5 separate regions of the Sus scrofa genome follow, and all the other regions are linked to region 2. A link is a contact called in public Hi-C and targeted proximity ligation data. All regions are on one chromosome and are shown on one strand. The core of a region is the stretch at or near the end of the contact, and the rest is flanking DNA. Distances in the headings are between cores, read along the strand shown.

Region 1 (5,162 bases), core at 1,767-4,266, 150 kb after region 2:
GTTAAACAAGATGATTTATTGGTTCCCTTTGGCTTCTAAGTCTGCGATTCCTGTTTCCTAGTCAAGATCACGCATTCCATCCCCGTGGATATCAGGTTATTTTCCAGGGAAGCTAGATTGCTGATGTTTGGCCACAAACCATGTGTTCACAGGAGTCCAGGGAAAATGGTAGGTGAGGCAAGAGTGTAGGCTGATCAATGAATATTTACTCTCTCACTAGAAAAAGCCATCGAAGGTGTAACTTAAAGGTTGTTCCCTGGTGCCAAATGCTGCTTCACTCTTGCCTGAATACTCATGGAGCCTCTTCTATCGGCCAGGCTGGGTCTTCAGCATGACAGACAGGAGCGCTCCTCATAAAGCAACGTGCTCTTGGAGGAAATGGACAAGGAATCACAGCTGTGATTGCTAATGAGTGTTCTGAGCCATACGTGGTAGGTGGGGACCTCGGAGCTTCTGCATTGTGCTCCTACAGTTTGAGCCCCCACACAAAGTTGTCCAGCTGAGGGATCCGGCAGGCACTGAAGTCTAAACACTTGAATCCACAGTTTTAAATTAGAATCACTCAGAGTTCCTGTCATGGCTCAGTGGTTGACGAATCCAACTAGGAGCCATGGGGTTGCGGGTTCGATCCCTGGCCTTGCTCAGTGGGTTAAGGATCCAGCGTTGCCGTGAGCTGTGGTGTGGGTCGCAGACGTGGCTTGGATCCTGAGTTGCTGTGGCTCTGGCATAGGCTGGTGGCTACAGCTCCGATTCGACCCCCAGCACCCTGGGAACCTCCATATGTTGCAGGTGTGGCCCTGGAAAAGGAAAAAAGACAAAAAGACCAAAAAAAAAAAATTCCATCTCTTTGGTTATAACATGATGGAAGATAGTATGGGAAAAAAAGAATATATATATATATATATATATATATATATATATATATATATGCCTGGGTCACTTTGCTGTACAGCATAAATTAAGTCCATCCCTTCAGGTGGTGCCTTTTGCAGCATCCGCAGCCCCAGCCCCATGTTGCAGTGACTGCTCTGTAAGTTTTGGACAAAGTCTCTCCTGTAGGTGGGGGCCAGCTGAACGACAGAGGGGAAGAAGAATGATCCAGACAGAGATGCCCAAGGTCCCACCTCTGGGAAGGCCTTTGAGGAAGTGAAAGAAGGTGTTTGTGGCTGGGATGCAGCAAATGGAGCAGCAGGGCTGAGGGCTCCGGCTGGGGCCACGGGCAAGTCCAGATGGTGATGGGCTTTGAAAACCACATTAGGAATTTTGAACTTTACACCAAGAGCGATGGGAAAACTCTGGCTTAATGGAGGGAGTAACTTCAACTAAGCTTCAACGAAACTCTCATTTTCTCCTTTTGTCTAATTCTAGTCAAAACCCCTAGTCTTTTTTTTTTTTTTTTTTTTTTTTAATTTTATTTTCCCACTGTACAGCAAGGGGGTCAGGTTATCCTTACATGTATACATTACAATTACAGTTTTTCCCCCACCATTTCTTCTGTTGCAACATGAGTATCTAGACATAGTTCTCAATGCTATTCAGTGGGATCTCCTTGTAAATCTATTCTAGGTTGTGACTGATAAGCCCAAGCTCCCGATCCCTTCCACTCCCTCCCCCTCCCATCAGGCAGCCACAAGTCTCTTCTCCAAGTCCATGATTTTCTTTTCTGAGGAGATGTTCATTTGTGCTGGATATTAGATTCCAGTTATAAGTGATATCATATGGTATTTGTCTTTGTCTTTCTGGCTCATTTCACTCAGTATGAGATTCTCTAGTTCCATCCATGTTGCTGCAAATGGCATGATGTCATCCTTTTTTATGGCTGAGTAGTATTCCATCGTGTATATATACCACATCTTCCGAATCCAATCCTCTGTCGATGGACATTTGGATTGTTTCCATGTCCTGGCTATTGTGAATAGTGCTGCAATGAACATGCGGGTGCATGTGTCTCTTTTAAGTAGAGCTTTGTCCGGATAGATGCCCAAGAGTGGGATTGCAGGGTCATATGGAAGGTCTATGTATAGATTTCTAAGGTATCTCCAAACTGTTCTCCATAGTGGCTGTACCAGTTTACATTCCCACCAACAGTGCAGGAGGGTTCCCTTTTCTCCACAGCCCCTCCAGCACTTGTTATTTGTGGATTTATGAATGATGGCCATTCTGACTTGTCAAAATCCCTAGTCTTACACTGGGATCCTTCAGATAAGGTGTGGGAAAGAAAGTCCAGACTCACACCTTTGAATTTCTTTGCCATGCTGCTCAACATACACAATATAAAACATGTTTTAAGGGAGTTCCCATTGTGGCTCAGCAGGTTAAGAACCTGAGACAGTCTCCATGATGATGCTGGTTCTATCCCTGGCCTTGCTCAGTGGGTTAAGGATCTGGTGTCGTCACAAGCTTCAGCATTGCAGATGTCACTCAGATCCAGCATTGCTGGGGCTGTGGTGGAGGCCAGCAGCTCCAGCTCTGATTGGACCCCTCGCCTGGAAACATCCATATGCCACAGGTGCGGCCGTGTGAAAAAAAAAGAAAAAGGAAGTTTTAAAACTTAGCCCTTAGTAAGTGAAAGGGATGTGAGGTCTTTGGACTGTGAGAGCAGATGCTGATCATAACTGATTGATTTCAGGTTTGGAAGGAGCACCCAGGCAAGTCCTATGCTAACTCCGAGGACCAATTCCCTCTCTCCCCAGCTACCCTGGGGTCAGCTAGTATTGTCTTCATTGTCAGAAGGAACTGGTTGCTTGTGTTTTTTAAGGCCCAGTCCATATTTTGCCCTTGGCGAGTTCAGGTGGTGTGAAGTTTCTAAGCTAAGAACAACTCAGGAGTGAATATGGAAACATTTTCTTCAAAAAACTGAACAGCTGGATTCAATGTTCGCAAATACTCTGGCTAAAGGATTCATTATTTACATATTTGGTTTTGGAAAGAGACTTCAAAAGAGAGGTAGTAAAAACGGACAACCCGCGAGGATTTTTTAATTGAAGATTAGTAAGAGGGCGCCCTCTGCTGGCTAAACCTGTATAGCGATTAAGAGTTGATGTGCTTCCCTTAAGTTTTTACTGGTGTGGGCAAACGGATCGTTCACAGTTTGTTCATCATTTCAGCTAACAACTCAGATTCTTTTGGAACTGGTCTAGGGGACCTGTAATGCCCAGCCCCAATCACAGGTGTTTCTGTTTCAGTCTTTGGTGGTAGTCTTTCATATTTCTCAAACACAATAGCTCTAAGAATCAGCTCCAGCCAAAACCAGCCCCCAAATACCTACTGCATCTTAGCTCCTTTGTTTCCTTTCTATCTTTTGCCCTCCACCTCCCTTCCTCCTCTCTGCCAGCAAAATAAAATACAGCAAATCTTTGCTCAAAAGAAAGAGCTCCTGATGGAAAGTGAGAAGGAGGGAACAAAACCCTTATCTCTAGCGTATCTTCACCTGGCTGGTGAAGCCTGGGCCCCAGGCTTGGGTTAGGTACTCAAGAAGAGCTGTGAATCCCATTAGCATCTAGTGATGGATTCTGGAACAGGCACCGTGGGAATAGACGATTTGGTGAATGGGAGACCTGAGGCTGCAGAACCGAAGCGGTGGTTACATGGGAGGAGAAAGGGGAATGTATCTGTGAGACTTTTTGTTTGTCAACAATAAGTGTCAGGCTCTGGGTGACACCTGGGACATGCTAATTCTGTTTCTTGCTTTTCCTCTCTACAATTTTTTTTTTTTTTTTGGTCTTTTTTGGCTGCACCCTCAGCATATGGAAATTCCCAGACTAGGGGTCAAAAGGGAGTTGCAGCTGCTGGCCTATGCTACAGCCACAGCAATGCGAGATCAGAGCCTGTGACCCACACTGCAGCATGTGGCAATGCTGGATCTTTAACCCACTAAGTGAGGCCAGGGATCGAACTTGCATCCTCATGGAGACTCTGTCCCGTCCTTAACCCACAGAACCACAATGGGAACAACATTTCACCTGCTTTTCTAAGGCCCCCACTCCTCTCTGCTGCACACAGAGAACCCAGGCCCATCAGCATGGCCACGAGGCAGCTTCTCTTGACCAGTCCTGGGTAAACTTTCTTCTACTCACCTTATTTCTTCTGTTTATGCCTTATTAGGGCACTAACAAATCACTTGACTCACAGATTTACCAAAAGACATTTGTAGGCTTTTATTCTTCTCTAAAATGCCTCCTGACCTTGGCATTTCTATGCTGCTTGATAGTGTTGAGTATTTTTCATGGATGCCTTAAGTTTCCATTTGTTAGACATTGCCTTGTACTTATTTGAAATCTCTCCCTCAGCATAATACAGTATCTTTTATTGGAAATATACTCCCTTAACAGAATAAATCTGTATAAATTAGAAGTTTGGGGCATTCCCTGGTGGCTTAGCAGTTAAGGACCTAGCAGAGTCACTGCTGTGGCTCTGGTCACTCCTGTGGTGCAGGTTCAATCCCTGGCCTGGGAACTTTTGCATGCTGCAGATATGACTAAACATTTTTTAAAAGATAAAAAAAAATTAGTAGTTTGGGATTAAGAAATGGACACCGCTATATATAAAATGGGGAAGCAACAAGGACCTCCTGTATAGCACTGGGAACTATACTCAACACCTTTTAATTACCTATAATGGAAAAGAATCTGAAAAAAGGAAAATAATCTCGAAAAGAATATATTATACACACATATGTAAGAATATATGTGTAAAACGGAATCACTTTACACTTGAAACTAACACAGCACTGTAACTTCTATTTCATTATTTATTTTTTAAAATTTTAATTAAAAAATGAAAAATGAAAAACAGAATACATCTCTAACTGAAATTGGCAAGCCAATTCTAGAGATGTTTTAAAGCAGGGTGTCATTTTAGGGGTTTTAAATTATACCTTAGGTTTTCTCGTATGGTGGCCTGGGTATACTGTTAACCTTTACTAAAGTTTCGTAGATGATAAATTGCTCTACTTCAGTACTGCTGCCAAATTAATTCGTTTGTGGATCTGGCGGTTATTTAAAGAGGGCTCGTGAGGTATGCTGGACTGTGTTCATCCCTGAAGGTGTTTGAAAAGCAGTTTGACAGCTGCCTGTCCATCCCCTTCTGGCTGCCTCCAAGGTGGATGGGATGGATGCAACCCGAGGAGGCATCCTTTGTTTCTGAGGATAGAAGGTGCATTG
Region 2 (5,803 bases), core at 3,088-5,587:
CCACCTTGGACCTTCCCCACTTCCTTTCCTCCATATCCTTGTTAACCATCCTTTGAAGCCAGGGTCAAATTCTGTTACCTCTAGGAAGATTACCTCGCCCATCCCCCAATCTCTTTCTCCTTCACACCAAGAATTTGGCCCTTCCCCGCTGTCTGATAATTGCTTATATTTACATATGTATGTAGCACCCTTAAAATTCTTATCATCCTCATTAAAGGCATGGACCTGTGTCCCTAACTTTTGGTATCCACCAAAAGGCTGTGTAAATAACACACCACTAATAAATGATCTGCTTGATGCATACGTATCTGCAGTTAATCCAGAAATCAATTTAATTAGTAGTGTCAACTTTTTATAACCTATCCCTCCCTTTGCAACTGCAGTGGGTCCCCCTTTTAAAATTCATCTTTGGCAATTTCAAGTTTTACATTCTGATATACATAATTATAACGTCTGCTCATAAATTACTTTATCCATCCCCCTCTGCCAAGATTAATTTTTGCTCAAAAATCTTTCGACTGTGATGATACCTCTCATGAGGTATCTAACTCCAATCAAGAAGGTGAACTTCATTACTCTTTTCCTGCTGCTGAGGTACCTGTTGGAGGGTATTTTTCCTTTTTATGCCTTTTTTCCCTTTCATGTCAAGATGTATCCCATTTCCTTTTTCACCAATCATGGCTCAGGCAAGCTTTTACTATTTCTCTGTACCTGTTCTTGTTAATCTACTTTAGAGCCTCCTTTCCAAGCCACTCCTATATCCTCCAGTCATTTACTTGATTAAATTTCAAACTCCCTTTCTCCCAGTCTCAGTGTATGAGACTGACTCTCTTCTTAAAGCCTGAGCCTGCTCCTTTAAAGGTGGCCAAACTTTATGAACCTTCCTTCACAAAGCCAACCAACCCTTGGCCATCTGGGCTAAATGAAATGTACAAAAATATCAGATTGTCCACAAGAAAATCAGAAAAACTTTGACATCTGGCTTTGGAATATATCCTATGTGGCTTTGGGCAAGATTTACTTTTATAATTATGTGTTTGCTTGAGCCACCATTAGTAACATTTTCTTTTACTATGGTGGATATATGCCTTGGTTTTAAATTTTTGATGCAGTTAATTTAAAAAAAAAAAAGCCAATCAAGCATCAACTGTGGTTTTTCCTATGAAGCCTTTTTAACTAGTTTTTCAATCTGTTGAAAAACTGTCATAAAATCTGGTTTCTGTTTCCCCTGATTGATTTCCTCCCTGTTCTTGGGCTTCTGATCCAAATTAGCTTACCCTATATTAATTTACTTCTTGAATTTAAAGTACCATTGGCTTGAGAGAGCAAAGCATTTCAAAAACATTAAACGTCCAGTGAATTTTTAGTCCAAATAACACAGGATAGAAAACGCTGCCTTTTTTTTTTTTTTTTTTTTTTTTTTTTAATTCTCCAGGAAAAGTTGGGTTTCAAGGATAAATTACACCGGTAATTCTAGCAAATTATATTTAGTGGGCTATTATGATTGGCTGAAAAGTAGAAAAACATTAATTTTGAACAGCTATGTAAGTGAGCTTCCTCAACATGTAATCCCATAGGCCAGAAAATCTATGGAATTTAAATTCCCAATACAGGCATTTATAGAAAAGAACATCAAAACACCAACCCTGGCCCTTCCAATGACCCCAGCCTAAACTCTGCACTCATCTCAGACTTGATCTCAGCCTCACTTCCACAAAAGAGTTTCTAATGTTTAAGAAAAAGGAAAAGAACTGGGTTAACAGGATCTTCTCTTTTGCCCCCTTTTCAGTTACTCCCATTAAGCTTTTGGCCAAAGAGATCCCAAATCCTCAATTTTACATGACTAGTTTACAGGTATTCAATTATTTTTACATCTGAATGCAGGTTTACAGTGCTTCAATCTACTTTTTTTTTTTTTCATGTTATTCACCATACCAGCAGAATTCAGAATAAACTCATTTTTACCTTTTTCCCCCATATAGAACTTTGATAAGTACATTTTACCTAAAACCAACTTTGGGGCTGATTTTTTTACATGAACATGTTAACTGCCCCCAATGTTTTTTTAACAACAAGATTTCACACAGTTATCAAACTCACTTAAATTCCAGAACTTTACTTATACAAAAAAAACAAAAACAAAAACAAAAAAAACTTTCACAGTGCCTAGTCACGTTTTGACTAAAATACCTAACTCCCAAGCTCTTAGTTTTTCAATTTACCTTTTCCAGGTTGCTACCTTCACCAAAACCAGAATTCCACAAGTCTCAATTAACTACAGCCTCCCAAGCTGTCTGTCCACCAAAATACAGGATTCTCAAGGAAAAGTAAATAATTCACAAGTGACTGATTCCATTGGTAAGAATTCGCTCCTTTTAAAAATTTACCTTAACTTCAAAAATCTTTGCTCTTGATGTGGTTCGGAATAGCATAAATCCTCTGAGGAAGCAGTTGTCACTTAACGTGCACTTAAAGATGAGTGGCTTAAAGATCTGACAGTCTAAGTTCCCCAAATACTAGTCATAAGGTCTCTCATGGATGGTAAATTTCACACACACAAACAGCCCGGAAAGAAAGCAAAGAAACATACCTGGTCATTTTCTAAACAGGTTTGATAGGTTTGGTTCCCTTGTAAGAGCAGAGTATTTACTTATAATCTTTTAAAGCAGAAGTGGCAGCCAGAACACTGGGTAAATAAAAACTTCAGAGAGTTTAAAACACCCTGCATCTTAACTCACTTCCCCTTGATGCAAGGGGACGGCACTGCAAACCCCCGGGCAAATGAGATTATGTAACAGGTTTTTCCTCTCCACTTTATTCATCACAGGCTGGATGGAGGTGTGCTTTCTCCAAACGATTCGAGGCACTGGGGATTTTATTTAGGATCTTTGCAGCGGACGGTTGAGAAACTTCTTCAGGATTTTGCCATATCCATTCATTTTAAGATCTCCTTATATTTTCTCAAGTTAATTCCCAGGTTGTTATTGTTGAAGTTTTAAAGGAAATAAGCCCGGCAGCACCTGAAATCTTCAGTCTTGCACAAATATTTTCCTCCCCGGTGTTTCATTACATGAAAAGTACACTCGATACACAGACCCTCGGTTGTCTCCCCGGGCTTTTTCCTTTCTCACGTTTTAGGGTTAGTGTAAATAAAGAAGTCACTGGCACACCGAGCCCCCAACACCCTGCCTGTGTAGGAGGGCGGGGGCAGCGCATGAAAAGCGAGTTGGTGGAAGAAAGCGGCCCCGTCACCACCCAGGTGGCCCCGCTGCTTACACCCAGGGCGAGTTGGGGATAATGGGAACCGTCAGGCCGGGGCCCCACTTGGCAGGCGTGTTGTGTAACAGTCGCGCCTGGAAGCGAGCGGCTTCGCCCGCGAAGGGACCGCGACCGCCGGCGGCTCCTGGCGGCGGGACCCGGCCGCTCGGCCCCAGTCCCCGCGCCGTCCCCCGCCCCCTCCCCGCGCGGCCCCCCTCGTCCCCCCCCCCAGCTTCCCACGCGCGCGCCGCTCCGGGCCGCGGTCGCCCCCACCCCGCCCGCCCGCCCGCCGACCCGGGCCCGGCCGCCGGGAGGGCAGAGCAGCCGGGGCGCGCGAAGGAGCGTCCATGCTGCCGGCGCGGCGGGCGCCCGGCCCCGCGCCCTCCCACCCCGCCGTCCGCGCGGCCACTTACTTGGGGAGCTACCGACCTCCCGGCTCTCTCGGGGGGAAATGAAAGTTGTCACGGCGTCTCCCCGCGGGGCCCCCTCGCCTCCCGGACCTGCGAGGCGCCGCGGCGGAGCCGGGAGGGCGGCTGCGCTCCTGCTCGCGTCCGTCCCGTCGCGCTCTCCTCCTCCTCTTCTTTTCACTATATTATCTTCTCCTGCTCGGAGGGGCGGGTGGGGGCGGGAGGCTTAGGAAGCGAGGAGAAGTTTGCAACTTTTCTTCACTCTTTCTCTCCCCCCCACCCCCGATCAGCCTTGAAAAAACACTGCTGAAAGGGGTGAGGAACCTGGGGAGGTGGGGGGGCGGCGGGGGCAGGGAGAGGTGATGATAGTCGTTTGAAAACTGATCAGAGCCCCCCAAACAGGGACACCCAGAAAGAGGGGGAAAGGCGGGGGGGGTGGGGTGGGGGTGGGGGAAAAGAGAAAGAGTCGCTGGTCAGGAAACTTCAAGCGCGGATGAGGTCATTGGTTTAAAAATAAAGAGATGGCGTCACTTGAAACCAATCCCAGTGAATGAACTCAGCGGAGCCCCGGGGAAAGGAGGAGACAGGCGAGGGCAGGGCGGTGGGCGCCGGGCGGGGCCGCGCGCCGCCCGCCCAAGTCCGGAGCGGGGCTCGGCGCCTGGTCGCGGCCGCTCGGGGAGGGGACGGGTCACGTTCCGTTCCGGGGCCCGGCGGCTCCGGGGCAGGTTCCGCGGGCGCCGCTGGGAGGAGCCGGGCGGCTGGGGGAGGCGGACCCGCGGCCTCCTCCTTCCGCGCCCGCGTGCCCGCCGCCCCCGGGGGCCCCGAACCCCGACCTCCCTGCCTGGTCTCGGCCGCGCGCCTTAGCGCCGCGCCCCAACAGGTATTTCAGGGTCGCATCCCCCACCCCCACGCCAGCGAGGAGCAGAACCTTTTCCTCCTGGTTGGGCTGTTTCCAGCTGCCTCCCCAGCGTGAAGAAACGCAAACAATGATTTGAGAGAATTACAATCGCTCTTTAAAAACCCAAAATGCAGGGCACCGCCGTCTCTTAGGAAAGAGAAGTAACAGGTACTTTAAGAAAAATCACATTCAGGTGGTCAGGCACTCAGCTGCCTCTCTGTGTCTGTCATTGAAAGCCCCCACCTGAATGCTCCTAATATTCATTATTTTACTTTGATTAAATTTACTCAACATTTCCTATTTACAAATGTAATGGGAATGAGCAGCCTAAAATGCTCTTTAGAGGTATGTTCTATATCGGGCAGCACAGAATCATCTTGAAATCAAAACAGAGGTTCACTGCCTCTTGAGAGGTGCAAGACCCCATTGATTTAACTTCACACACTTCGTGCATTTTTAAATTTGGACTAATTAAAATAGCTTTGTTTTGAAACTACATTACACACTTGGGGAAACTAGAGACCTGAGGTGGTGACAATCCAGGACTTGGAATCACTGACTAGGACAATCAGATCTTTATTCTAGTGTTCTTTGAGCATTTGAGCATGAAGCTGCTTCAACTGAGAAGTACTCACGTGGATATCACATAACAAAGATGTGATTAATGACGGAAAAGCACACTGCGAGTGAACTGCTCCAGGAGCCAGAATTTGTAGGCAGGAATAGTGTATCTCCTCAAGTGTTCCATTTGCAATGTACTCAATTTGGGACCTTGGTCCCGAAAGTCATCTTTGTTCGGAAATGTCTGTTTGGACACTTCCAGGGGCTTTTTGTTTGCTTGTTTAATTGGCAAAAGAACTGAAAAGCAGGTTTGGAGTGAGAAAGCTGAAACATCTCCATACTCCCTTTCTGCCTTTAAATCGTGCAGCTAAAGTGCATTTGCTATTATAATCATTTCAGGTTAGTATTAGGGTAAGCCTCTAGGAGCTTCCAGCCCATGTTTTAGAGGAGAAAAAGGAGTCCACCTGGAGATGGGAATGCGCTGAGCACATCAGGCAGTCACTGAAGCCTGAAGGCCATAGATTTGACCTCTTTTAAGACTTCTATGGAGGGGAAGCAATCGCTCCCTGCGCCCTGTCCTCTGGTGGCCACGGGCTGTTACTGCTTGTGCTCTTCCAGGAAAGCTCTGATAATCGACTGACCACAGTCCTGCTGTTTAGAACAGATTCTAAAGGGTAGT
Region 3 (5,885 bases), core at 1,496-3,995, 200 kb before region 2:
TCTAGTTAGTCTAGTGGCTGTTTTTCACCCAGGCTGCCCAGGTTCAATTCCTGAGCAGAAAATTAAGATCCCATTCCAAGCCATCACTCACTGCTGTTTCTCCAAAATTAATTTCGCCTGACGCAGACCTGCGAAGCTAAGAGGTATAGAGATGCTAGAAACATGGAAAAAAACAGGAACAGCAGTTATGGAGCAGAAGAGATCACAGTTCCCAGTGACCTGCTCTGCAGACAAACCCAGCAGCTATCACCACTTAAGAAACCAGTGACTAGTACTGCCACCTGAGACATGCCCCCCATCATCAGCTTTCACCCCACAGGTATTTACACTTACTGCTGACAGCTGCCTACATCCCTCCCTGCTTCCTCCCCTGCCCCCAGTCTCCCCTGGAGCCTAGAATCACAATAGCAGCCAGCCCAGGACTCTGTGGTTGCATGAATGCAAGATGCCAGTCTGGACCCCTGTGGTTGACCTCCACTACCCTGTGCTCAATCTGGGCTACCCCTCCAGCTGTAAACTTGATGCCTGCCACTGGCCTCCATCACAGTGCACCTGCCTGGCAGAGACTGTGAAGCCACAGAGAGCACACCAACAACCAGCACCTCCCACCCCCACCTCCTGCCCTGCCATGTTGGATTCTCAGAAGGAGAAAAGCAGAAGATGGGGTAGAAAGCTGACTTAAAGAAATTATAACTGAGAACTTCCCAAACCTGGGGAGAGATTTGAACATACAAGTTCATGAAGCTTATAGGTCATCCGAAAATTTCAAAACCAAAACATTATTTTCCAAGCCCAATAAGTTGCCTAAAATCAAAACAAAGAGTGAATTTTACAAGCTTCAAGAGAAAACAATTTTCTTATACATAGGTTATCAGTGGATTTCTTTGCAGATACCTTGCTGGCCAGTAGAGAATGGGATACACATATATTTTTTTTTTTCTCCTTTTGGCCACCCCACAGCATAAAGAGTCCTGAACCAGGCATCAGATCCGAGGCACAGCTGTGAACTACGCTGCAGCTGTGGCAATGCCAGATCTTTAACCCGCTGTGCTGAACTGGGGATTGAACCTGCATGCCAGTGCTCTTGAGACACCACTGATGCTGTTCGGCCACAGCAGGAACTCCTGGGATGATATATTTATCCATTCATCAATTGATGGATCCCTTCTAGAATGAAACATTTATCCAAAGGGAAGCATAAAAATCACCATCACATCAGTATGGATTAGGGTATAGAACACAATTAAATATTGGTGTGGGAGAGGGAACAAGAGTCAGACTATGACTTACTTTCCCTTCTTTGCCTTCTCGCTCATCCTCCCCAAATATCTGAGAGAAGAACCAAGGGCTTTGCAAGAGGGAATGGACACATTACTTAGCGGGCCTTTCCCAGTTCCATAAGTCTGGTGGTTTATGTAAACTTCAAGACTATAGTCAAACATCACCTCTTAGGAAACTCTTTTGATCTCTCAGGCAGTTTTTAGTTCTATCTTCACATTCTCACCAAATACTGAATTTATGTTCACTTGAATTTTTCTCATGGTACAGTGGGCCCTCCATACCCAAGATTTCTTCCTTGCAGATTTAGAGGGGCCAGCTGTAAGGAACTTGAATATCCATGGATTTTGGTATCCTCCAGAGGCAGGGGGTCCTGGAACCAATCCCCCAGAGGATACCCAGGGAGGACAGTACTGTGATGGGGAGCAGAGGAAAGAGCATGAGATTTATAACCAGAGAATCCCAAATCCTAGTTTCACCACATACTACCTAGTGACCATGAGGAAATTACCTGCTTATGGTCATCAGGGTTATTGGGAAAATTAAATGAGTTAAAGCAGGTGAAATGTTTGTGATACTGCAGAATAGAAGGGATTTAATCATTTCATCAATTTGACACTCTTTCTGATGATATGCATAAGACGTTTATGTATATATAATCTCAGGGTATTCGCTTGAAATTTCGTAAAACAAACAATATGAGTTGCAAAGTTCTGAGAATCCCAGAACCGCTCAACTCCTTGATGGGAATACATTGTTAAGTCTTCGTACACGATGCGAGAAAGTTGGCAGTTTCTGTTTTGCGTTACCCATACTTCTTTTCCGCCTTTGCTAGTTTCAGAATGCCCTGTGATAATTGTCAAGCTCCCCAGAAAGTGACGAGACTTGGGGCATCCACTTTCCTTTGAAGATGCATAAACATCTAACAAACGAGTCAGCATTTTCTATTCATTTTGCTCTCATTTTCAACTCCGTCCTTTACCATCAAGTATTTTTTTTTTTTTTTGCACGGTTGTCTACTGCCAAACTTCCACCTTTTGGAACTGAAACAGGAACTTTGCATTCAGACAGCTATGGGTTCCAACCCTAAGTCTAACACCTCTATTTTGCCATTTGTAAAACAAGATTTAAGATTTCACAACACATACGAATACGGAGCCATTACATTGTACACCTGAAACTAATATAATGCTATATGTCACTTATATCTCAGTTAAAACGGAAAACAATAAATGCCCAAAATACACACACAAAAACAAACTCCCCCCAAACCTATTATGTAAAGTTCTAAAAATAGGAGTAAAGTGCCTAGTGTGTGAATAATGCTTAAAGGTGATGTGCAATATTACAACAGGAAACGCTGCACCCTGCGGGGCGGTTCTGTCTTTGAGGAGGTTGGGCCCTTTAAGGCTGCGCCGCGGGAGTCTTCCGCGCGAGTCTCCCCGCCCTCCCTCGGGCCGGGGCGGGGGCCCTCTAACCCGGAACTGACGGCCGCCGCAGCCGGCGCGGCCAATTGGCGTCCCGGAAGGAGCGAGCTGCGGCGTCTGAGCAAGCGAGTGAGTGAAAGCGGCGCCGCCCGCCGGCCGCGGGCGCGGCTGGTGCCGGGCGTTCCCCTGCCTTTTGGTCTTGGGTTTCCCCAAAGAAGGCGGCGAGGGGCGTGTAGCCCAGCCACGTATCCTTGCAGTCAGTTCCCCAAGTAGGGCCTCCTGTCCCCTGCCGCCCGCGCCACTCGTTGGGTTGGGCGCGCCATCCCCACACCGCAGCCCGTGTAGCTTTCTCATCTAGGTCCCTGGCCCCTGCCCTGTCGCCCCGCCGCCGGAGCGGTCACCGCCCGTTCCACCGTTCCTCCGCTGCCACCGCTGCCGGCAACCATGGGCAGTGAGCAGAGCTCCGAGGCCGAGAGCCGACCCAACGATCTGAACTCCTCAGGTCGGTGTCCTAACTTCCCCTCTCCTCCAGCCAGTCCTGCCTGCTTGCGGAGCGGGCTACCTCCCAGCCTGGTGGGGACTGGGACGGGTGACAGGAACGCACAGAAAGCTCTCACCGTGTTTTTTTCCTTAAAAAAAAAAAAAAAAAAAAAAAAAAAAAAAAAAGTAACCATCTGGCCTGGCTTTGATTCTCCCAATGGTAGTGAGTGCCTGTGATTGCAAGCTGAGCCAGGTGGCCGCCCGTGCCCATTAATTTTCAAAACAGCTGTGTTTCTCTCAGTGTAGCCTACGCTTTGAAAGAGGACCTAAATAATATCTGGCTTTAGTATTGATGCCTGACAGTGAGGTTTGGTCGCACAGTGTATGGTTCACAGACAAGACCTCAAAGAACAGATTCCTTCTTAGAAGTGGGTCCCAGAGATTCCTTTTCAGAGGGATGTGTGACAGGTGTTTTGCAGCCTTGGTTTTGGTGCCTTGGTTTTGGTGCCCAGGAACTGCAACCAATCGGAAGATTTCTCGGCTCCTTTTTTAATATAGAAGTTGTTTGGGAAGGCAGGTTCTGATGTTTTTCTTATTCTTCACTCATCCATATTTTTTAGATTTCTCTCCGAGTTTGATATAGGAACGGGAGCTTACTGTTCCTGTAATACAATGAGCAGTCAGTAAATAAAACAGGTGATGCTTTGCTAACTGAGAATCATTTGCTCCTCTTTGTTACCTGCCAAACCCTGGGACCACTGGAGTTGCCCTGGATAAGAGTTGTTAATCCAAATTGGCTTATATCTGGAGCCTAAAAAGAGCTCTGGTCATAGAACTGCTCTGTTCTTGGTAGGATCTGTACTTCAGAAATATAGACGCTAACAGATCAGGGGATTCCACACTGAAAGCTGCCCTTCTAGTTCAGACCATTCCGGGAGCTAGATTAGACAGTTTTTTATGGTGTGCAGCATGTACTAGCTTTGCTATTTTTTTTTTTTTTTGGAAGACCCAGAATGTAGTATCTGTTATAACAAACACAGAAATAGATGTTACCTCTTACTTTCTTGCCTCTGTGTCAGGCCAGAAACATTCTTTGGGAAGAAGTGTGGCATCTTTTTAATAGGATTGCTCACCTACTAACCAACAGCCTGAGCTCTAAATAGTACTAGATTGCACTAATTGGTATTACCCAATAGCATAGGTTGCAACTTGCCTGTTCCCCTGTGCTTAGTGCTTCACATGTGTTCCTCTTTAATCCTTGCAGTAGCCCCATTTTCAGATGAGTAGTAGAGGCTAACTAGAATCTAGCAAAATCTGTTTTTGTATGGGGTCTAGGGAAGGAGCAATTACTTTGTAGCAGGAAAGATTTCTGGCCTGGGATTTGTAAAACATTAGGTGAATTAGCAAAAGAGGGTAAGAGAGATTTCTTGAAGAGCAGTGAAAGTAGCTGAGATGCAGTGAATGCCAAGACACAGACTTTCGGCTCCAGGAGGCAGGGCAGTTCTATGGCTGCATGTTCGGCATATGGAAGTTCCCAGGCTAGGGGCTGAATCAGAGCTGCAGCTGCTGGCCTGCACCACAGCTACAGGAACGCAGAATACTTAACCCACTGAGCGAGGCTAGAGATCCAACCTACATCCTAATAGATACCAGTTGAGTTCATTATTGCTGAGCCACAACAGAAACTCCTCTGGATAAACTTTTGAGACATGATGATGGTGAGCCTGTAAATACTACCTTTTAGAGTATAAAACAATAAAGATTATTCTTGCCCCAACCAGGAAGATATTTGGGAGAAGAGGATTTCTTGGTCTAGGGAGCCCTTGATCGTTTGCATCACTCCCTCTAAATGGATTACGTTCTCCTTGGAGACCTGAAATTTACCTGCATCTCTAGCAGTCCTCCAAATTCTGAATTTTGCCTCAGCCTGCAATGGACCTACTGGTTATTTCTGTCCTGTGACTTTAAGGGTGAAGAGGGTGGTACCATCACCTAAGGTTGAGAACCCCCCCTCCCCAACCGTGATTACTGTCTATCCAACATACTGGGCTTGCTTGCTGTGATGTGATGGCTACACAGCTTTGCAAAGTGCCACAGGGATGGGCCATGTATACCAACAACTCATAAACTTCCAGTTCCTTTCTTAATTCTGTTTCTAGCACTGTTGATCTTGAGCAAGTCACAGCTAAATTTTGTACCTCTGTTTCCTCATTGGTGAAATAGAGGCAAACATCAGGAGGCGGAAAGCAAAAATTAAAAATAATCTGCTTTTTCTTTTGTGTATTGAATAATAAAATACTTGCAGTTATAAAAACAATTTCATAGTTGGCGTGTGTTCCTGTGAAGTTTGAGGGTTTTTCAATCTCAGAAAATAGAGGTCCTCCATAACTCATCTCCCATATCCCAGCCTTCACTGCAGGATAACTACAGTTAACATTTTTGTGTATGTATAAAAAAAAAATAGTCTTTTTAATGACTACAGTGAAGACAGCTTTGGTGAGGGAGAGGAAGCTAACTAACAGGCAACTTCTGAGCAGTGTAACTTTGTTTTCAGTGGCCCCTTCTCCAGCTAAGCATAGAGCCAAGATGGATGATATTGTGGTTGTAGCTCAGGGCTCCCAGGCCTCACGGAATGTCAGCAATGATCCTGATGTCATCAAGTTGCAAGAGATTCCAACCTTCCAGCCACTTTTGAAAGGT
Region 4 (5,946 bases), core at 880-3,379, 170 kb before region 2:
AAATCAAGTGAGCCTCTTCCTAGGGCAGCAGAAAAGTTGCTTATTTTCATAGCCTGCTCCATTCTGGCACAACATGTACTTCAGCTGAGGCAGGAGGGATGGGAGAAGCCCCAGGTTAGAATGCCACAGTTCCCCACTGTTTTTGTTCAAGTTCATCTGTTTTTTTAGACATAAATGCTTCTCAGGTTATTATATGCCTTTGGCCGATTTCTCACGCTTCAGAATTTTTTTATAGAGATGTTTTGTTGATCACCTTACTTAGCTATAGTAAGAGGTCATATCTGGCCCGTTCTTTTAATCTGTGTTTATATTTAAAGTGTGTTTCTTGTAACCAGAATATAGCTGAGTCTTGCTTTTTCATTCATGTTGAAAAATCTCTTGTCTTTTATACAGTATCTTCGACCTTCTTACATTCGATGTAATTTCAGCATGGTTGGATTGAACTTTTACACCTTGCTGTTTTCTGTTTATGCCAGCTGTTCTTTAATTCTTTTTCCTTCTTTTTGTGTTTACTTTAGCATTAATCAAATCTTGTTATGATCCGATTTTATCTCCACTATTGGCATATCATTTCAATCTTCAAAACTCTTTGTGTGGTTGCCTTAGGGTTTACAATGCATGTCTTTCATTAATCACCACTTCATGTAGTGTAAAAGTTTTTATCTCAGGAAGGTATTTATATTCCAATTTCCTCTTCATATTTTGTGCTATTGTTGTTATACATTTTTCTTTTACATAAGCTATAAACCCACAATACATTGCTATTTTTGTTTTAGACCAGGGGGCGGTAAATTTTTTCTGTAAAGGGCCTGATAGTAAGTATTTTAGGCCATCTGGTCTTTGTCTCAACTACTCAACTCTGTCATAAGCAGCCATAGACAATACATAAAAGAATGGGTGTTACTGTGTTCCAATATAACTTTACTTACAAAAACAGGAAGTGGGTGCGATTTGGCCCTTGTGCCATACTTTATTGACCCCCTGCTTTAGACAATCATTATTTAGAGCTATTAAAAATATGAAAAAAGGTATTTCATAGTTGCCTTCATTTCAACCATTTCTGGAGATCTTCATTTCTTTATATTGATCCAGGATTCTGTTTGATATCATGTTCCTTTTGCCTGAAGAACTTCCTTTTGCATTTCTTGTGGTATGGATCTTTCGGAAATGAATTCTTTGTTTTTGTTGATCAGAAAAAGTCTTCATTGTTAACTTTATTTCTTTGTTCCTCTGTGTGTAATGTATTTCTTTTTTTCTGGCTGCCTTCAAGATTTTCTCTTTTTTCCCCTTATTAAAAAAAAATAATTTAAATTCAGTAAGATATACCCATTTTAAAGTATAGTTCTCTGAGTGTCGATGTATCTGTACAGTTGTGAAACCAGTCTAACATCATGAAATAAAATAGTTTTGTCATTTCCCCCAGCTCCTCCTATGTCACTCTGTAGTCAGTTTCACCCTTCACCTCAGCTTCTGACTATTGTGATCCATCCCTGAAGTTTTGCCTTTTCCAGAATGTTGTTTAAATGGAATCATTTAAGTTATAGCCTTTTGCGTCTGGCTTCTTTCACTTAGCGTAATGCGTTTGAGATTCATCCCTATGGTTATATCAGTATATGGTTCCTTTTTGTTGCTGATCACTATTCCATCTTACAAATCTACCATAGTTTGACTATAAAGCCACTGTAACAACAGTTTAACAGCTGTCACAGCACATGGCAGGATTGTTTTCCGAAAGATTTAATAAACCAGTTCATAGTAAAACTAGCAGTGTCTGAATGTGTTAGTTTCGTAATATCCTCTTTAACACTGGGCCTTATTTACGTATTTTTTAATCCAAAATGGAAATGTCTTTTAATCTGATCGTAAAAGTCATATCCGCACCTTTAAAAATTGTGGAACAGACTCTTCTTTAGACAGTTTCAGTTCCCGTATAACATGATTTTGTCTCACCCAGCCCTCTGACCTGAAACCTAAACATACTCTGTTTTGACCCTTTTTAGAGCATGACCCCTAGTACTGAAGAGTATTCCAGGTGTGGACTGGATCTTCTGTCTTGCTCTGCATGCTGTATTTCTTTTAAGACAGCCCAAGTTTGAGGTAGCTGTCTGGGCAGCCACATGCAGTTGAGTCATATTGCATCATCAAAAATCCTAAAGTCCTCTTTACTTACGCTGATGTTAAGCCACACCTCCCTTATTTTGTATTTCTGCAGATAGCTTTTTGGACCTTCATTGCACATCTTTAGAGTTCATGTCAGCTGTAGCCAGTGTTTCTAACTTCTTCAGGCTATTTTTGGACCCCCATGATTAACATACTTTGAGTGACCTCATTCACGTCACTGAAAAACGCTTAACAGGACAGGACTGAGATCAGAGAGCGAGAGAAGAGCTCAGGCCCTATTAGAGTCAGCAGACACAGAACTCTTGCCATCTGTTAAGAATATTTTTTACTTTCTAATTTCTGTTTTGTGTTTTGGGGGGTAAGGAGATTGCCACCTTATATATAATTAGCAAAAGGTGAAGTTCAGTACTATAATAGGTATTAAGACTTATTTTGGTATCTTTTTATTAGTATCATGTTTTATCAGATGTCATGGATGCAATATTTATTATGGTATCCTATGTATAACTCTGTGTACGTGTTTTTATTGCTACAGTACTTATATAAAATGTCGAGTTGGTTTTTTCCTAAGGCTTTAGATGACATTGTGGACCACACTTCCAAACAGAGTGGCAGTCATCAGAGAGAAAATTGCAACATTGAGGGGAGAGGAAAAACTTTTTTTAAAACCTGCCCTAGAGAGTTCCATCGTGGCTTAGCGGTAGCAAACCCGACAAGTATTCATGAGGATGCGGGTTCGATCCCTGGCCTCCCTCAGTGGATTAAGAATCCGTGCTGCCGTGAGCTGAGTTGTAGGTTGCAGACGCAGCTCGGGGATCTAGCGTTGCTGTGGCTATGGTGTAGGCCATCAGCTACAGCTCCGATTTGACCCCTAGCCTAGGAACTTCCATATGCCGTGGATTTGGCCCTAAAAAAAAGCAAACCAAAAACGAAAATCAAAAAACCTGCCCTAAACCTAAATAAACTAGTAGTGTCCTGGATACTGCTAATTTAGAGTGCAAGAAATGAGCAAAGAGGAACTGCTAGCCAGGGATAGTTAATATTCAAAAGCAAAATAAATATATCTGTAACTAAAGATAAAATAAATGTCATCATGACATCCACTGTTTTCTTTGGATGTGGTTACTGAGCAGTAGTAGATAAGCATATTAGTAAAACCACTGTAACAGGCAATGTTCCATAGTAATGCAATAAGGAAAAGTAGGACAAGGCATGAGTAATTATGGGAAGGAAACCAGACTCATAAGGGGCACATATAAGAAAAGGTAAGAGTCATTTGGAAGTCTGGTCAGGGGACCAGAGGAAAGCTAACATTAACATTATGGCCAGATGGGCTTTATCTTTCTGCTGTTCTTTCCATTTCCTGCCAATATACTGGAAGAGATGGAAACACAATATCAAGGCAGCCCCACACATTAAAAGTGTGAGATGGAAATGAAATAAATGTTCGCAGATAAATGAGCATAACTCCCTTTGGTTAGACAACTAAGCCATTCTTTTAGCAAGTTGAAGCCAACACTCCTCCAACTTGCAGTCAATTCTGGCAAGAAGATAACAGTTCTAGTGCCTCTTTATTTTGGCTTTGTTTTATCCCTCCTTTGGCTTTGGTAACTCTCACTGACTCTTGCTTGTTCCAACATGGGGACAGAGCACAGGTTGCTGAGACAAATGTGAGTTCAAATAGAAAGTCTGTAGGACGATACTAACTGTCCCTAGTCAGGTTTTTTTTTCTCCCTAGTCCCATATACAGACAAATACATTTTAAATGAACATTTAAAAATTCTAGTTAATCATGCATACCTCTGCCAGAGTCTTTTTGGAAGCCTAGCTCATGTCATGTGATTTCTGCTCAGAGTCTTGGGTTGCTCCATACTGCTTGCCAGGTTCAGGTCTGAGCTCCTCAACTTGACGTGAAGATCTCAAGAAGTCTTTCTATCCCATCAGCCACTTTGTGCCTGTGTCTTGAATTCTAGGCCGAATAGAACTGCTTCCCTTTTTCACTGTTCCACGCCTTTGCTCATGCTGTTCTGTCTGAAAGCTGTCTTCTCCATCACAGCCTGCTCAAACATTACCATTCTTTAAGATTGTGATTGTTCATTTGTTCAACAAACATTGAAGTGACTACTATGAACTCTAGGTGCTGTTCTAGTAGGTGAGCCTTTGGTAAAATATAAATTACTTGCTTTTGTAGAACTTGCTTATCGATCATCCCACTAGAATGTAAGTTTGTCTCAAATATTCAACCCCATCTTTTTTACCTTCTCTAAGTTGTTATAATGCATCTTTATACAAATCATGATGATGAGAAAGAAAAAAGTAAGATATTTGAATGATCACTGTGGCTGGGCACAGAATATTCCTAAAATGCTCTAATTTTTGTGTGTATGTGTGTGTCTTTTTTTTTTTTTTTTTTTTTTTTTTTTTTTTTAGGGCTGCACCTGTGGTTTATGGAGGATCTCAGGCTAGGGGTTGAAACGGAGCTTCAGCTGCCTACACCCCAGCCACAGCAACGCCAGATCCCAAGCCTTGCCTGCGACCAAAACCACAGCTCACAGCAATGCCGGATCCTTAACCCACTTAGCGAGGCCAGGGATTGAACCTGCATCCTCATGGATACTAGTCAGATTTGTTTCCCCTGAGCCACCATGGGAACTCCCCTCCAAATGCTCTTATTTTTAAAGCATGTGTCCTAAATGTAGAAAGAAGCGAAGACAGGTATAAAGGGGTGATATGACTTGGAAGAATAGGGTCAAATGTCTAAAAGCTGGGATAAACAGAGGCTTCTTCTGGGGTGAGGGACATGAAAGATAACTAGAAATACAGAAAGTGATGTTCAGAGAAAAGCAGCAATAAATAGATGTAGTCAGTTTCTTGTGTTGGTTGATGTCCTGTTTATGACAAAGCAGAACTATTTAGCACCTCTTTTGCTTCCATATTTTCTGTCAAGAAGAAGGATAATAAATTGGAAATGATAAGACAAAGGAGTAGCTAAAATCCCAGATGGAAGACACTGTAAGTACAATTAGCTGATCAAAATGCATTGTTTTCTGGTGCTTGTCTCATCACCCTACCCTCTCCTAGTCTATCCCTCCACCCCTTTTGCCCCCTCTCCAGTCCCGGAAATGAAAGAACTTGTAGATGAAATTACTCAAACCCCGTCTTGAATGAATTGTGGAGGATAGAAGAGGTTCCAGAAGTTTAGACATAGAAAAAAATATTTTCATTAAAGGGAAGGGATGAAGGAAGATCATTCCAAAATGTCATCACTGTAACCTTGTGTCCATTGATCCCAACTCTTTGTACCTAAAGGACTTGCTCCCTTTAAAAATACAGACAGCCTTCATCAGCTTTGTCTTTTGCAAACTAAAAATTTTCAAGGTAAGTGCATAAGAAGATCACAAGTGGAGTTCCCGTCGTGGCGCAGTGGTTAACGAACCCGACTAGAACCATGAGGTTGCGGGTTCGTCCCTGCCTTGCTCAGTGGGTTAATGATCCGGCGTTGCCGTGAGCTGTGGTGTAGGTTGCAGACGCGGCTCGGATCCCGCGTTGCTGTGGCTCTGGCGTAGGCCGGTGGCTCCAGCTCCGATTCGACCCCTAGCCTGGGAACCTCCATATGCCGCGGGAGTGGCCCAAGAAATAGCAACAACAACAACAAAAAAAGACAAAAAGACAAAAAAAAAATAAATAAATAATTAATTAAAAAAAAAAAAAAGAAGATCACAAGTGAGATACTACAGGATTCTTACCTGACCTCTATCTTACTCAACATCATATCAGTTAACCCCTACCAAAGGACTCTGGGTATGCTTTATAACTCATTAGACA
Region 5 (5,662 bases), core at 1,443-3,942, 130 kb after region 2:
TCATCTATGTGGTCCTTCGTGTAATTATGTATCTGAGTTTATGCTTATATATAATAGCGAATTCCAGTGAAGTCTAGCAATTATGTAAACATTTTCACAACAGTGATCTCATTTCAGGAATAGGGAATAAATTAGGGTATTGAGACGTACCCTAAATTTCATGTCCCTCTTACCCCTCCTCCAGTTCAGCAAATTAAGTGGGGCATTAAATGTAGAAAAATAAAGAAGACCTGACCTTTTACTATGATCTCAGGTGAAATATTTTGTCAGTCAGGTAGGAAGTCTTGACTTTGAAATAAGTTTGGGGCATCACCTCCCTCACTGCTCTCACCCTGCCTTTTGGGAATCTGCGTTTTAGCCAAATTAGTGCAAGGTCACACCAAAGGCCAAAGATAGTGGTATCAGGCCAGGGACCAGAGGCTACATCAAGGAAACATCTGCAGACAAGCCAGGGTATGAGAAGGAGCCATTCTGAATCACTTGTAAGAGAGGAGGGCCTGTAGACTATAGCACAGGCAGACCCAGGAAAACAAACAAACAAAAACAACCAGTTGAGGCCATCAGGAGGGAAAGGAACAGAAAATGAACCAGCTTTAGGGTGAGGGTGCTGCCTCTACTCTAGTCCTGGCTCTGCTACCAACTGGCTATGTGTCCCCAGACAAGAAACCCGAGTCTCAATTTCCTCAGTGGTAAAAAGAAAGGATTGAGCCACAGGGTTCTGAAGGCTCTCTCCCCCACCCCCTCCAGCTCTTACATTCTGGAGTGCACACGTGAGGCAGGCAGACAAAGTGGACAAACAATATGTGGTTAAGAAAACAAGTTACAAGTCAAACTCATCTGTATCATAGACTCCTAAGAAAACGGCTGTGGACTACTGAAGACACCTAAGAAAACTGTTGTGTACTATTAGAACTGAAGATTAGTTTCCAGTAACGTGTATAATAACTTTGACCCAGACCAAGATCATATATGGGAGTGGGGGAAGGCAGTTAAAGACTCTTTGGGCTCTGTTTCAGATATGATAGCCCTGTTCATCCTGTTTTAACTCCCATCATCTTGCTCAAAATCATATGGATAGGTAGACTTCAAGTTGCCAAGGGGAGCAGAGAAACGCCCAAATAATAATATCAGATCTGAGAACATGGTTGTGGTGGTTGTATAAATCACTTCACAATCTGGACTTTGCGATTACTTTCACCCTTCAGCGACTTGCAGCTCTCTCAAAGCGTTCACTTGTATCTATCTGAATGTTCTGGGTGGGCTGGAGAAGTGAATCTGGTGGGAGAGAAAGGTGAAGGAAGGAAGGGGCTGTTGTATTTGGCGGCGGGACTCAGGTAGAGGAAACTGCTACAAGCCGGGAAAGAACTGAAAAATATAAAAGAGGAGACGAGTTCCCACACGCAGACCAAGTCAGTGGCCTTAACAGTGCTTGGGAAGCAAGAACCTGGGCCAGGGGTGTATCCTCGCTTTTTTAAACGAAATGTATCTGAGACAGCTACTAAGTTTATTAGGGACTTGGGAGACCAATAGAGTTTTTGATCTCGAAGCCCTTTTCTTGTTTTTATTGAGGGAGAGCTTGGGTTCAGAATACATTACAAATGCAGCATCTATTCCAGTCTACTTATAGAAAGACGTCCTCCTGGGCTTCCCCCCTAAGCCCCCTGCCTCCCCTAGAACAGCACAGACTTCTAGGTTAAGGGTGAGCTAACCACTGCTCACCCCCAGCTAAGGCACCCAGGCTCAGGGGCTCCCCGCCTCCCCCGCTGAGCGAGCGGTGGGGGCCCCCCCGGGAGAGAGCCCAGCTGGGGGCCGAGCGCCCAGCGGCGAGCCCAGCTGCCCGCCCCTACCCGCTCGGCGAGCGAGGGGAAAATAAGATCGCCCTCGGCGAGGAGAGGGAGGTCGGGGCTCCGGAGCGGAGCGCAGCGCAGGGACCAGAACCCGCCACCTCTCCGGCCAGGCCCCTCCCCGGCTCCCCGGCCTTTTGGCGAGTTTGTCTTATTTTTAATTTCTCCGAGGCCAGCCAGAGCAGGTTTGCTGGCAGCCCGGCACCTCCAGCAGTCACGCGACCAGTCGAGCTCCCGGCCGCGCGCTCGGCGGCGGCGCGCTCGGGAGGCGGGGAGGCGCAGCGGCGGCTCAGGGGCCACCTTAAGGCCCAGCTCGCCAGTCTCGGCTGGGCGGCTCCCGGCGCCGCGACCAATGATCTCCTCCTCTGTTTAAATAGACTTGCGGTGTCAATCATCTTCTTCTTCGTCAGCCTCCCTTCCACCGCCATATTGGGCAACTAAAAAAAGGGGGCTCGTCTTTTCGGGGTGTTTTTCTCCCCCTCCCCTGTCCCCACTTTCTCGCCGCTCCGCGACTCCGACGCCGGCAAGGTTTGGAGAGCCGCTCGGTCGGCGGGACCCGCGGGCTCGCAGCGGCGGGGACTCGGACTGGCTCTGCCCCCTCCTCTCTCCGCTGCGCTCCTCTCCCCTCCCCTCCCCGCCCTCCAGCTCGCCCGTACACTTGATCGGCGGAGACTCGGGGCTGCCTGGCCCGGGCTGCCCCTCGCCCCCTCCCCCAGCCCCAGCGCGCTCCTGACGCTCGGGCGCTTACTCGTCGGTGTTTGTTTCTCTTGGCTCGGAGGGCAGCCGCAGGGCTTATAAGAGGGGCTCGGGCTGGGTCGAGGCGTTTTGTTTTGTTCGGTTTTGTTTTGCGAGAGCGCGAGAGAGGCGGTCGCCGAGCCCCGGGAGGAAGATGTCAAACGTGAGAGTGTCTAACGGGAGCCCGAGCCTGGAGCGGATGGACGCCAGACAGGCGGAGTACCCCAAGCCCTCGGCCTGCCGAAACCTCTTCGGCCCGGTCAATCACGAAGAGTTAACCCGGGACTTGGAGAAGCACTGCAGAGACATGGAAGAGGCCAGCCAGCGCAAGTGGAATTTTGATTTTCAGAATCACAAGCCCCTGGAGGGCAAATACGAGTGGCAGGAGGTGGAAAAGGGCAGCTTGCCCGAGTTCTACTACAGACCCCCGCGGCCACCCAAAGGCGCCTGCAAGGTGCCGGCGCAGGAGGGCCAGGGTGTCAGCGGGACCCGCCAGGCGGTGCCTTTAATTGGGTCTCAGGCCAACTCAGAGGACACACATTTGGTAGACCAAAAGACTGATGCACCGGACAGCCAGACGGGGTTAGCGGAGCAGTGCACTGGGATAAGGAAGCGACCTGCCACAGACGGTAATGACCCTTTCGAATGCATGAAACGTCTGTTTGTCTGCCTCTCTCTGTTTGTCTGCCGTGCTGTTTTCCCTGCTTGAGGATCTTAAACCTCCGCTTTCTTTTCAGCGCATTCTGACTTAGCTCTTGGGGAACACACCTTCCTCATCTTAGGTTTTAAATGCTATTTGGCTAGCTGCTGGTCTGTTTATGACTTTTAAGTCTGAAGCATGAGACTGTGCTATCTGATAATTTCTCTAACTGAAAACATCGCGGCTCCTCCCCGCTAGCCAGCTGTAGGTATGTGACAACGTTGGGATGTTTATCAACCACCTCCCTCTTCGCTTTGGAGAGAGAGAGATTTGGGGCGTAGAATACACTTTCTGTTATGTGAAAACAACCTCATTTTGTGCCCTTAAAGGCCACTGGGAATGACGGATCCAGGATGGTGGGTGGAGGTGGTGGGTTTTTTGTCCCCTCAGTATCGAGCCAACTTGTGTCAGCCATTGTTTTTTCTAATAAAGATTATTTGTGTGTGTTCTTTTTAAAATTCCCTCCTGCCTTTAGATTCCTCTCCTCAAAACAAAAGAGCCAACAGAACAGAAGAAAATGTTTCAGACGGTTCCCCGAACTCGGCTTCAGTGGAGCAGACGCCCAAGAAGCCCGGCCTCAGAAGGCGTCAAACGTAAACTGCTCGGTGGGTTGATCACTGGAAGCAAATAAGTGACACCCGATTTGGGCTGAAGGAACTCATGGGTTTTCAAACACCAAGATACCCGATCTTAGTGGTGTCTGGCAGATTAGAGCTTGTGGGGTTTTGTTTGTATTTTATGAGGTCCAAAAAAAGGAGGAATGGGAAAGACTGGGCATCAGGGTGGGGGTACTATAATTCTTCCCAGTTTCTCTGTCCTGAGATCATTTTCCTTTGAAGCTCCCAATGATTAGAGCAAGTGTCCCAGGCAAATACTTGCAACCAAGGCCCTGTGGGTAGGAAGGTCAGTTCCCTGAGAGTCCCATCAAAACGGTGTTGGGAACAATAGGTTCTTTTTCCATCTGAACAAGAGCGGGGGTCTGCCTCCATCCCACTTCAGGAGAATTCATCTCCCAGAGGACCAAGCTGACTCTAACAGATTTTGAGCCATACATGGAAAAAAATGGCAAATAAATGATCCAGTTAAAACTTTGAGGGAAAAGTTAGGTACAAATGGCTCATATCTGGTTAATCACATGGTTAGAAATGTGAATAGAGAGGAGTGTGGCTTTCTTTTATCTATCGTTTTCACAAAGTGTCACTTGCCCTGTTTTCTGATCAGTGTGGGGGATGGAGAAGGAACCTGTGTATTTAAAAAAAACCAAAATGGAAGGCTCAAAAACGCTAAGGTTCCTATGGAATTTCTGATAACACTGAAGTTACAAAGCAGAAGTTAAGTAACTCTGCCAGAGTAAGCAATCCAGGAACACGTCAGCATGTGTATGCTAATCGTGCTATAACAGGATAATTTGGATATTTGTAGGGGAAATGGATAGTAGATACCAGGGCTGCCACTGGTTAGGGCTACCCCGAACAAGGCAAGTGGACATTTTTCCACCTACTAAAATCTGATCAATGTAAAAAACTAATTTGCATAATTCAGCCCCCCAGCTTTACATGGATTGGTTTCCATAATGATCAAACTACATATATTAGTTAATAGTTTGTACACTCCTTACAGACAATGACCGTGACCTCTTTTTTTTCCCCTCCACAAACACCCTCATAGCTTAGCATTTAAAGAGATCCTAAGAGATGTTGACATTAACTTTCAAAATCCTCATTTATAAAAATTTTAAAATAAAGAACAGGGATGAAGGTAGGGTTCAAGTTTGTTGTGTTTTTACATCAGTGTCACAGGTAGGACTTTATTACATACGTCTGATATCTTTCAGAGCTTATACAACACGGCACTATCGAACCCTACGTTATAGCTGTATATGAAGTGAAAAAAATTTCTGAGTCAACCTTAACACCTGTGGCTCTTGTTGGTTGGTGACTCGTGGCCTAGCTCATCAGATGAGCCACAGCAAATCAGACCTACTGGATTTTGATCTGGCCGCATTCTGACATACAGAGAGGCATTTGTTAGTAAATATTGCCAGTTCAGCGAATACAGGAAATAGTAGTAAGGACCTCTTCTCAAGCATTCATGTGTGTATACTCTTCATACGACTGAGAAACTAGTTTTTTTTTTGGGGGGGGTGAATAGAATTTTCTTTGGTGAGCTTTTCTATTTCCAGTTATTTTTCAAATTTAGAAAATTTTGCTACTCTTAAGTGTTAACAGTTCCTTAATTTTCCTGTGTCTGTTCTTTCTCACTATTTTTGACCCCGATTCTCTAGACCAGGGTTTCTCAACCTCTGCACTGTTGCCATTTTGAGCCGAATAATTCTTTGTTGTGGGAGGGTGTCCTGTGCGTTGTAGAATGTTTTGGGAGCATC

The links. Hi-C and Micro-C count contacts between places; a contact is called where the count stands out from the background.
Region 1: a targeted proximity ligation map of alveolar macrophages shows a contact between it and region 2. A contact is called at or near these places in 2 of 5 promoter capture datasets (fetal liver and liver), 4 of 47 Hi-C or Micro-C datasets (liver, psoas muscle, skeletal muscle and 1 more) and 2 of 2 datasets of targeted methods (alveolar macrophages and skeletal muscle).
Region 3: a contact with region 2 is called in a targeted proximity ligation map of alveolar macrophages. A contact is called at or near these places in 2 of 5 promoter capture datasets (fetal liver and fetal skeletal muscle), 1 of 47 Hi-C or Micro-C datasets (epiblast stem cells) and 2 of 2 datasets of targeted methods (alveolar macrophages and skeletal muscle).
Region 4: a Hi-C map of retroperitoneal adipose tissue shows a contact between it and region 2, with 2.2 times the contacts expected there. A contact is called at or near these places in 3 of 5 promoter capture datasets (fetal liver, fetal skeletal muscle and liver), 24 of 47 Hi-C or Micro-C datasets (adipose tissue, alveolar macrophages, blood and 14 more) and 2 of 2 datasets of targeted methods (alveolar macrophages and skeletal muscle).
Region 5: a contact with region 2 is called in a targeted proximity ligation map of alveolar macrophages. A contact is called at or near these places in 3 of 5 promoter capture datasets (fetal liver and liver), 11 of 47 Hi-C or Micro-C datasets (alveolar macrophages, embryonic fibroblasts, fetal heart ventricle and 5 more) and 2 of 2 datasets of targeted methods (alveolar macrophages and skeletal muscle).

Annotation. Positions count from the first base shown.
Region 1 is chr5:59,714,820-59,719,981 of Sscrofa11.1, reverse strand. The region is part of intron 1 of LOC110260737 (a long non-coding RNA gene); the gene reads left to right. Among named protein-coding and RNA genes, the nearest start is that of CDKN1B, 18 kb to the left of the region's middle.
Region 2 is chr5:59,868,436-59,874,238 of Sscrofa11.1, reverse strand. DUSP16 (dual specificity protein phosphatase 16) reads right to left here and starts at 4,337. Exons shown (of 7, transcript XM_021092338.1): 1 at 3,672-4,337.
Region 3 is chr5:60,069,836-60,075,720 of Sscrofa11.1, reverse strand. BORCS5 (a long non-coding RNA gene) reads left to right here and starts at 2,745. Exons shown (of 4, transcript XR_002344101.1): 1 at 2,745-3,207; 2 at 5,740-5,883.
Region 4 is chr5:60,040,609-60,046,554 of Sscrofa11.1, reverse strand. All of the region lies in intron 2 of BORCS5 (a long non-coding RNA gene), which reads left to right. Among named protein-coding and RNA genes, the nearest start is that of BORCS5, 29 kb to the left of the region's middle.
Region 5 is chr5:59,732,861-59,738,522 of Sscrofa11.1, reverse strand. CDKN1B (cyclin dependent kinase inhibitor 1B) reads left to right here and starts at 2,692. Exons shown (of 3, transcript NM_214316.1): 1 at 2,692-3,208; 2 at 3,755-3,884. The coding sequence starts at 2,734. The coding sequence ends at 3,876.